3 separate regions of the Mus musculus genome follow, and regions 1 and 2 are each linked to region 3. The links are chromatin contacts, called in public Hi-C and HiChIP or PLAC-seq maps. All regions are on one chromosome and are shown on one strand. The core of a region is the stretch at or near the end of the contact, and the rest is flanking DNA. Distances in the headings are between cores, read along the strand shown. Region 1 overlaps Gm36213 (a long non-coding RNA gene). Region 2 overlaps Egln3 (egl-9 family hypoxia-inducible factor 3). Region 3 has its middle 6.9 kb from the start of Gm35895.

Region 1 (3,189 bases), core at 603-3,102, 130 kb before region 3:
AAACAACATTCATCGATATTGAGTAGAATGGGGTGCCTTAGTTAGGGTTTTACTGCTGTGAACAGACACCATGACCAAGGCAACTCTTATAAGGACAACATTTAATTGGGGCTGGCTTACAGGTTCAGAGGTTCAGTCCATTATCATCAAGGCGGAAGCATGGCAGTGTCCAGGCAGGCATGGTGCAGGAGGAGCTGAGAGTTCTACATCTTCACCTGAAGGCAAACAGGAGCAGACTGCCTTCCAGACAGCTAAGAGGAAGGTTTGTTTGTTTGTTTGTTTGTTTATTTAATGTATTGACTATTTTATTGCTCTCTTCCTCAAACACACCTGAGGAGGGCATCAGATCCCATTACAGATGGTTGTGAGCCATCATGTGATTGCTGGGAATTGAACTCAAGACCTCTGGAAGAACAGTCAGTGCTCTTAACCACTGAGCCATCTTTCCAGCCCAGGAGGAAGGTCTTAAAGTCCAGATCCCCAGTGACATACTTCTTCCAACAAGGCCACACCTACTCCAACAAGGCCATACCTCCAAATGGTGCCATTCCCTGGGCCAAGCATATTCAAACTACCCCCATGGATAAATCACTAGGTAGAATTATTCAACAAAGAGAGGTCTCCTTGAGCTAGTGAAGGGTAAACGTCCAAAGCCAAGTTAGAGTCCCTAAAGTGATCAGGCTCTAAACCAAAGGTGCTGTTCATGATAAACTCAAGTCTCCTTTAAGAAGACTCCTACAAGTTACAAACCAGTGGTGACCTCTGTTTTGCAATGCCACTGTTACTGCTTCCTCCCTTGCTGAGAATCATGAGAAGGATAATTCCTTCCCACTGTGGAGAGAAATCACTAATGAAGCCTCTTTTCCTTTTTAAAGTTAAGACCCAGCTGATGTTCCATCTAGAAGCAACTTGCTAGCTGGAAACAAGCATGATTGAGCAGTGTGTTTTCAATATTGACAGGAATACCAGGACTTAAAAGGACACACAGAGTTCTCTAACAGAAGAGGGTTGACCAGAGTAGCTTTAAAAGGTGTCTTCCTGGGGTGGTTTGGATATGTTTGGCACTATTAGGAGATGTGGCCTTGTTGGAGTAAGTGTGGCCCTGTTGGAGGAAGTGTCATGGGGGTGTGGGCTTTGAGACCCTCTTCTTAGCTGCCTGGAAGGCAGTCTGTTCCTGTTGACTCTCAGATCCTTCTATGCCTGCCTGGCTGGGCACTGCCATGCTCATGCCTTGATGATAATGGACTGAACCTCTGAACCTGTAAGCCAGCCCCAATTAAATGTTGTCCTTTTAAGAGTTGCCTTGGTCATGGTGTCTGTTCACAGCAGTAAATCCCTAACTAAGACAATCCAACATCAGACTGGATGTTGTAGTCTGATTTTTTTTTCCTACACGTTTTAGTTTCCTTGAACCTTTTGCCCCAAGAAGTCAATGGAATGTTTCTTTAGTGAACCATTTCTCACGTCTTGATAACTGGCTCTCCTTTTAAAAAGATTCTCTGATGGTGGCCCCTGAAAGTCAGGCAAAAATGTCAGGTGTGCAGAAATAAAATAAAACAAAACAAAGCAAAAACCCACCTCATTCTTTCCCTGGAAATTTCAAACTTTAGTAAAACTGTAGAAATGTTTAAATTGCCTTCCAATTTCTGAGAGAAATTGGTTTCCTTTAACGCTTAACGAGATAAACTGCGATTCGATTCAAGTCATTTTTCTGCTTTTCCTTGTTGACAATCTGAGCTCTTTTTTTTCCCAGTTCTCTCTTGCTTTCTGATTGACTTCAAGATTGCATCTAATCTTTTTATTTTATCTTGCACGAATGCAGCCTGCAATGTGTTGTGACAAGGAGCTAGACCTCCTATTAGCATATATTTATACCTTGCCTCAACACAAAGTGGTGCTTGGGGGTTATTAAACCAGGCTGATGCTCTGAAGCCACATAAAAAAAAATCATATTCCACCCCCCCACAAGAATCCTCTGTCACACCTACCTATCCTCGTGCAGATCTAATTGTTTAGGGAGAGGGACAAATGAGGGGTCATCAAGAGCACAGCTGTGGACGGAGGAATGGGAGGAGAATCATCAGATCCTTGCAGGCATGGGGACATGGGAGACGGTCGCTGTCCTTGGAGGCACCTTGGAAGAGTTTAAAGGCCATTCTGTGAAGAGGTGGTGACCCGATCAGGTGACTGTGCCCAGGAAGGAACCAGAATATGAAGAGGAACTTAGGGTTTGTGGTACTCACAGTCCCAGGTGACAGTCGATGACACAGACACTGGTGAGGCTTTCTAAACAGCTTCCTTCTGAGTGGCTTCAGGAGAGTGAACAGTGACAGCCCTTTTGGCTATGTTTGTTTTTCCATAAATAGAAATCAGCAGTGCACACCTAGAATGGCAGGTGACACATGCCTGCTCTTTGTTTAACATTTGGGTTTTCTCTCAGTGATATCCCCATGGCCTCGGCCTCGGGGCTTACAAATCACCAAGCTTTGTCTCCTATCCCACTGCGATGCTCTGATACTGATATTCGTCGGTTATACATGGGTTTGACCTAATTTCCACTTAAGCTGACCATCCTAGAGCACTTCTATTTTGATCTTGTTTTTTCTAAAATTGCTGGAGACTGCCCTTACTTCTACTGAGAGAAATTTCAAACATTTGTAAAATGTAAAAGAGACAGGGAATGGGGGGGGGGCATACTAGGGAGTTGGCCCCGAAGAGGAAGTGGTTTTCTTGTCTGGACTCTCAAGTGGTTCAGTTCTTGTCTCCTTAGAATGATGACTTCCAGTCACTGTGCCTCGAAATTACTGAGTTTTGAGAACATTTTCGTTTTGTTCTCTGCACAGCCTTGTGTGCATCTGTCTTCTTCAGTTGCTTGTGAGGGCCAGAGCCTTGTTCACCTGTACTTTGAGCTGTCTATAGAGGGGTCACAACTCTCTACTCCTAAATGCTTCTGAGACAGAAAGCCATGTCGGGCTCAGTTGCATGCCTGCAATTTGTTAGGGTGGGCTAGGTCTCTTTTCCTTTGTCTTTCTGTTTCTCCAGGTATATGGATAGCAAGCTGACTCTTTCTGAAGTTCTTCTACGGGTCTAGGGAAGTTGTCAACCCACACTTTCTGCTAGTTCAGATGAATGAGTAGTTCATATGTTCTACTAGTAGTTGTACCATTAGTTCAGATGAACTACTGTCAT
Region 2 (3,241 bases), core at 45-2,544, 160 kb after region 3:
AATTTAAAGGCTGTTCAGCCAGATATCTTTACAGTTCTACTGCTCATGGTTTGGCTTTTCGTTGTATCTCCTTTTGACTGCATCTCCTTTTGTTAGACAGGCTACTCTAAAATGTGTGATGCTCCTGCTTCAGCCACCTCAGGAACTGAGTAACAGCTGTGAGATACTGTTTCAGGCTTAAACAATATCTGTATATCAATTGTTAATTGTTATAAATAAAATGATCAGTTTTAAAAAGTTTTTTGCTCAGTAAAAATTTGCATAACATGCAACTTTGCATTTGTAAAGATCAAGTTATACCAAGAAATATGATTCCAAAGTCCTGAGCAATGTGTAATGTGATATATATATACTCATTTTAATGAAAATGCATGGTATGGCTTCTTTCTTTTTGAGCGGCTAGGAGCCAGACCTATGCTGTGGCACATGTTAGGTGTGACTCTACTGCTTGCCTCCACCCCCTCCTCCACCCCCATCTGCAGTTTGATCTGTAGAGAAGTACTAAGTGTGAATGATCATTGTTGCTGAGTGAACAGTTGAAGCTGTGCATACTGGTTTTAAAACTGTCTCCTTACTCTAGCTGTGGCTGGTTGCTTTGGAACATCCAGTTGAGGCCTTGGAGTGTCCACCCTGGGCTTGATCTCTGAACACAGTAATTCTCCCACAGCCCCTCACAGATGCATGGTTTTCTTTTCTCCTGGTGGCCTTTTGTAAAGTAGATTTTATACTTGGATTCTGCTTTAGTTCTTCTATATGTGTGCACTTCTTCTTGCCTGAACGTGACCATGGAGGTGTCTTGAAGCACATATCTCTGGTGTTGAGCCAGCTCGGGAACACCTGGTTCATTCCTCTCATTTCCTGTTGCTACAGAGCTGTGGAGAGGCCTCTGGGGATGGGGGGTTTGTGCCGGGGCCAGTGCCGGGGCCAGTGCCGGGGCCGGTGACACGTCAGAGAATGTGCAGAATCAGAAGACACGCTGATTCATCTGCAAGCCCAGGCCTAGAACCAGGGGTACAGTGACCATGCTACCACAGGGACACTGATGTGCTATTAAACTGCTGTAGATTTCAAGTATTGGTCAAGTCAGGAAGTTTTTACCAATAAAAAACCCCTATAGTAAGATACCTTCCTCGTTCCCATAAAACAATGAAGTGTTGCAACATTTCCCTCGGACCTGCACTCTGGCTCCTTTTACAGACTTGATGAGGTTTAGATAACAGATCTGATAAGCCCATCAGTTTCCGGAGTCTGTTACTGCCCCGTGCACAAATTGGCATGGGTCTGATGACTCAACACTGAGGTTTGCCCATCAGTGCATCCTTAGCTTCACAGTTTGAGATCCTGGCAGTTGGGAATGTGTCTGAGCCAAAACCCATCTCCTATGGCACTCAGCCAGAAACCTCAGTGGTACAATTGGTCAGTAAGGTTGCGGCGGGACCTTTGAGCGGCCCGTGGTTTCCTCCCATTGTTTAAACGTGGTGCACATGGCTTCTGGAGTCAGAGAGAGGGTGACTTGCACTCTGGCCAGAAAAAAAGATTTTTTTTCCCCTTCCCTTCACAACGTGTATGCTCACAATTAGAGAGGTGTCTTAGTGGTAAGTCCACAAGGAACTGTGCCGGCACATTCTCTCTTTTATACCTGCAGCAGTTAGTGGAGGGTGTGTTTGTGGGAACAGTCTGTATTTCCTGCCTGTATTTTAATTCAAGCTGAGTTCTAAAGCCCATTTGTGCTTCTTAATGTGCTGCAAGACACTGCTCTCTCCACACACGGTACACTGAGCTCCGATCGAGTCTTCTCTCTCTTTGGACGTTGGAGGACTGTGTCAATTACTTGTCTCGTTGCTGTAACAAAACACCCGAAACACCGGACAAAAGCAACTGAAGGAAGGAAGGATTTATTTTGGCTCAAGTCCCAAGGCACAGTGCATTGTGGCAGGAAGTCGTGGTGCAAGCTCAAAGCAGCTGGTCAGGGTGATTCCACAGTCAGGAAGCAGAGGGAAAAGGATGCTGGTGGCCAGCTAGCTCGTTTTCTCCCTTTTTAGTTAGGACAGGTCTTTCCACCTCAATTAACCCAATCTACAAAATCTATCTCGGACAAGCCCAGAGATCTGTCTCCAAGGTGATCCTACATCCTGTCAAATCGGCAATCGATATAAACTGCACAGCCCGTCCTCCTCATCATGTGAAATAGCCTGGGACCACAGACAGTTGCAGACGAGGTAGATGGCAGGCATCCAGACCACTGACCTTTTCTGGGAGCAGAGCTGTTTGGGAATATAAAGCTAAAGCACTGACTGACAGCAGGGGAGACTGGGATGGTGGGGGAAATCATGGAGTAATGGTGCTAAGTGACTTTCATTGTTGGCCCTTACACTTCTGGCCACTGCTTCCAGGAATAGGTAATTCCCTATGTTGTAGGCAACTTCATTTGTCTCTTCCTCTCCAGCCACACCAGCAATCACCCTTTTTCAAGACACCATCTATTTGATAATGCCATAATTTGTCAAATCCTTATTACAGTCACTTCAAAATCCAACTTTCGGGGAGACAGACGTTCAGGCTAACAGAGCAACTTCAGCTCTACACGTGACAGCATAGTGGCTCTTTCTGAGGTGGGCTGAGGGATTGCTAGCTGCGACAAATAAAAGGTGTAGATATCCTCTGATTTAAACTTCAGGTTCATTGCAAAGCCAGGCCACTACTCATCCTCTAGCACGAAGTGTGTGTGAGGCCCAGCTCTGTTTTCAGGCTCTGTTGGGAATCACTGATCTGTCAGTGGCTTAGTTTGGGACTGGTCTGGACTAGTCTTTTTACTCGTGAAGTAACCTTGCTATTTATCAAGGAATATTACAACTCAGACCCCCTAAGTATGTCTGAAAGTATGCTTTCACGGCAGAAGAAAGCTATTAATTTGGTTTCAACAAAGAACCATCTACAAGTTCATTGGTATCATATATGTACTTTTTTTTCTCCTTCAAAGAGATCTCCCTGTATTGTGTGTGCTGACTCTTATTGAGTGTTAAGGTCTAGCTTCCCACCGACCCTTCTCTCTTCTTGCCTTTTATTAAGTCTGACCTTTACCACCTTTAGGATCAGACATGGTTTTGTAAGAAAACAAGCGTGATTCCACAGCTCAGGGCCACTGCTAACCAAGCACGGTCTCTGAGCCCCACACCAAAGACTCTTTCTCTTTCTGCACGCTCTCTTCCTTCCTTCCTCTTAGAGAGGGTCTCTCCCTTTG
Region 3 (3,068 bases), core at 524-3,023:
AGTTGTGAAGACCAATGGCTTCATGGCTCACTGTACAAACCATTTTCTCTGCTTGGTATGTGACTATTTGCCTGCTCATTTTTCTAAGCTCAGGTTGAAGTTTCCCAGTTTCTTTTACCCTGACCCAAAATGTGCCTCATCTTTCCAAACCCCACAGTACTCTTACTCTAAAGGGCTTATCTCTATGCAATGTGATCTTTATTTTTTCTACCTCTTACCTTGAATTCCTGGGTTTTCCTTCTTTTAATCTTCAGCTTCTTACCCAGCTTAAGAATATGTTACAAGTTCAATAAATATTTATCAACAATTGTCATGGAAATATTAAAACTACCATGAGCTATGAATGGCTCAGAATGACCATTACCAGAAATTAAACAATAACAAATGCTAGTGAAGATGTGAATTTGTGAACACCTTTTATACGTTGTTGTTGGTTTTATGCACTATTGATGGGGATGTAAATAGTACAACCACTATAAAAAAGAAAATGGAGGCTTCTCCAAAGAAGATGAAGGAGGGGGAGGAGGAAGAGGAGGAGGAGAAAAGAAGGAAAAGGAGAAGGAGAAAGAAGAAGAAGAAGAAGAAGAAGAACAAGAAGAACAAGAACAAGAAGAAGAAGAAGAAGAACAAGAACAAGAAGAACAAGAAGAAGAACAATAAGAAGAACAAGAAGAAGAAGGAGGAGGAGGGGGAGGAGGAGGAGGAGGAGAAGAAGAAGAAGAAGGAGAAGGAGAAGAACAAGAAGAAGAACAAGAAGAAGAACAAGAACAAGAAGAACAAGAAGAAGAACAAGAAGAAGAACAAGAAGAACAAGAAGAAGAACAAGAAGAAGAAAAGAAGAAGAAATAACTACAAATACCAGATGGGGAAAATGGTTCAGTTGGAAACTACTTACTGTGCAAGTGTGAAGACCTCAGCTCAGATCCCCAGTCACTGTATAAAATGTCTGGTCTGGTGAGTGGCACACACCTGAAATCCTAGCATGGGGGAGGTGGAGACAGGAGGATCACTGTAGCTCACTGGCTTGATAATCTTGTTGAATCAATGACCTCCAGGTTTAGTGAGAAACCCTGTCTCCCCAAAACTATGTTGGAGCGCTGTAGAGGAAGACATACATCATTGGCCTCTGGATTACATACTCATGCACACACAAAGTAAAACTACAATACGAGCCAGCCACCCCACTTCTGAATATGAAATCCATCACTGCCGTTTCTCCTTTATCGAAAGAAGCAACATTAATAATGCTAAGCTGGGCGTGGTGGCACACGCCTTTAATCCCAGCACTTAGGAGGCAGAGGCAGGCGGATTTCTGAGTTTGAGGCCAGCCTGGTCTACAGACTGAGTTCCAGGACAGCCAGGGCTATACAGAGAAACCCTGTCTTGAAAACAAACAAACAAACAAACAAACAAACAGCAACAACAACCCCCCAATAGAAAAACAAACAAACAAACAACAACAATAACCCCCCAAAATAATACCTAAAATGTGGACTGAATTTCCACATCCATTAGTTGACAGACAGATAAGGAGAGTATAGCATTGATGCATAACACTAGTCAGACAAAAGGCTGAAATCCTGACATTTGCAACAATATAAAATAAAGTTAGAAACGTTTAAATAAAATAAGCCAGGCATACAAAAAATAAGTGCCACGTACTCTTACTTACATGTGGAAGCTAAACGGCTGTTCTTAGAGAAATAGAGAGCAGAGTGGTGGTTACCAGAGTCTAGGAGGGGAGGAGGAAGGGCGAGATGTTAAGAGGATGGTTACCAAATGCAGTTGCATAGAAGAGATAACATCTAATGTTCTCAGCACAGTGAGATCACTGTGGTCAACAACAACTAACTGATTATTTCACGGTAGCTAGTAGAAAAGGTTTTGACTATCCCTAACACAGAGAAACAATAAATGTAGGAAAGGATGGAGGTGGCAATGGCTCCAATCTGATTTCCAAACTCTGGATCCATGCACAGAAAAGGTCACACTGTGTTCTACAAGTGTGTACAAAAGTATCAATTATAACAGAAGATAGTTAAAGATGATTACTAATATTTGGCTCAGTGGCCACGATGCCTTTGGTCCAATCCCCAGAAACCCCACCCCCCAATTGAATAATTAGCTTGCAATAAATGCACTCAAATACTTTGTAGGTGGGAATGCTTCCCCATGGTATCTAGCAAAGAAAACCATCCAGGAGAGAGAATGAGAGAAGGAACTGGGTACCCATGCCTGATGGTTTGGTAAAAATGGCCCCATAAGACCATACGGAGTGGCAGTATTAGGAGGTGTGGTCTTGTTGAAGTGGGTGTGGCTTTGCTGGAGAAAGTATGTCACTAGGGAGTGGGCTTCGAGGTCTCAGAAGTTCAAGCCCAGGCTTAGTGGCTCACAGTCACATGAAGACCTGCTACCTGCAGATCAAGAGGTTGACCTCTCAGCTCCTTCTCTAGCACCATGCCTGCCTGCACGCTGCCATGCTTCCTGTCATGATGATAATGAACTAAACCTCTGAACTGTAAGCCAGCCCCAATTAAATGTTTTCCTTTATAAGGGTTGCTGCGGTGATGGTGTCTCTTCACAGCAGTAGAAACCCTAGCTATGACATCACACATTGCTAGTAGAATACATTTTTTTTCCTTTCCTCTAAGTAACGACTTTCTTTCAATCATGTCCCTTTAGAGCAGCTCAACCTCCCAGTGCTGAGTGGCCTTGTTGATCTAAGAGAGAGATCTCATTTCCTTGCCAGTGATTGGCTCAAGAATGGACTTGTCAATCAGTTGTGGTCCACGACAAAGGAAAACTTGTGAGAAATATCCCCTTGTTCCTGAGGAGAGCAGAAATAGATGCTTTCTCCTCTTCCTTAGAGTCTCATCAGGTCTGGAGAGGATACCTGGAAAGATCAATGTTATCTTGGCATAGTCAGACTCAGGATGATGGTCAGAGCTTGAGTCTGTGGAGACTTGGTGGGACCCCAGCCTGTCTGCCCTCCTCTCCCACTAGAGGCTGTGATCGTACCAAACAACACATCTTCCTGTTGCTGAAGGCTGTTCAGTCGTGGCCCTGGA

The links. Hi-C and Micro-C count contacts between places; a contact is called where the count stands out from the background. HiChIP or PLAC-seq counts read pairs in DNA pulled down with a chosen protein or histone mark.
Region 1: a Hi-C map of group 2 innate lymphoid cells shows a contact between it and region 3, with 2.5 times the contacts expected there. The contact joins two enhancer-like sites. A contact is called at or near these places in 2 of 39 promoter capture datasets (hippocampal neurons and liver), 59 of 484 Hi-C or Micro-C datasets (3T3-L1-derived adipocytes, the AML12 cell line, B cells and 36 more), 10 of 115 datasets of contacts at active chromatin or transcription factors (acute myeloid leukemia, astrocytes, bone marrow-derived dendritic cells and 7 more) and 1 of 9 other capture datasets (embryonic stem cells).
Region 2: an H3K4me3 HiChIP or PLAC-seq map of the SCID.adh cell line shows a contact between it and region 3, with 13 read pairs. The contact joins two enhancer-like sites. A contact is called at or near these places in 1 of 15 datasets of contacts at CTCF or cohesin (CD8 T cells), 10 of 484 Hi-C or Micro-C datasets (Th1 cells, Th2 cells, cerebral cortex and 5 more), 15 of 115 datasets of contacts at active chromatin or transcription factors (CD4 single positive thymocytes, CD8 T cells, the SCID.adh cell line and 9 more) and 1 of 9 other capture datasets (embryonic stem cells).

The regions. Positions count from the first base shown.
Region 1 is chr12:54,472,149-54,475,337 of GRCm38.p6, reverse strand. The region is part of intron 1 of Gm36213 (a long non-coding RNA gene); the gene reads left to right. Among named protein-coding and RNA genes, the nearest start is that of Gm36213, 5.7 kb to the left of the region's middle. Within about 2 kb of position 1,852, at least 22 of the 459 cell types and tissues checked have an H3K27ac peak or open chromatin away from gene starts, as enhancers often do. A contact at or near this core is called in Th2 cells and group 2 innate lymphoid cells, where this site is marked.
Region 2 is chr12:54,186,079-54,189,319 of GRCm38.p6, reverse strand. All of the region lies in intron 1 of Egln3 (egl-9 family hypoxia-inducible factor 3), which reads left to right. Among named protein-coding and RNA genes, the nearest start is that of Gm40424, 11 kb to the right of the region's middle. Within about 2 kb of position 1,294, at least 76 of the 459 cell types and tissues checked have an H3K27ac peak or open chromatin away from gene starts, as enhancers often do. A contact at or near this core is called in the SCID.adh cell line and Th2 cells, where this site is marked.
Region 3 is chr12:54,342,391-54,345,458 of GRCm38.p6, reverse strand. No RefSeq gene overlaps it. Among named protein-coding and RNA genes, the nearest start is that of Gm35895, 6.9 kb to the left of the region's middle. Within about 2 kb of position 1,773, at least 5 of the 459 cell types and tissues checked have an H3K27ac peak or open chromatin away from gene starts, as enhancers often do. A contact at or near this core is called in the SCID.adh cell line, Th2 cells and group 2 innate lymphoid cells, where this site is marked.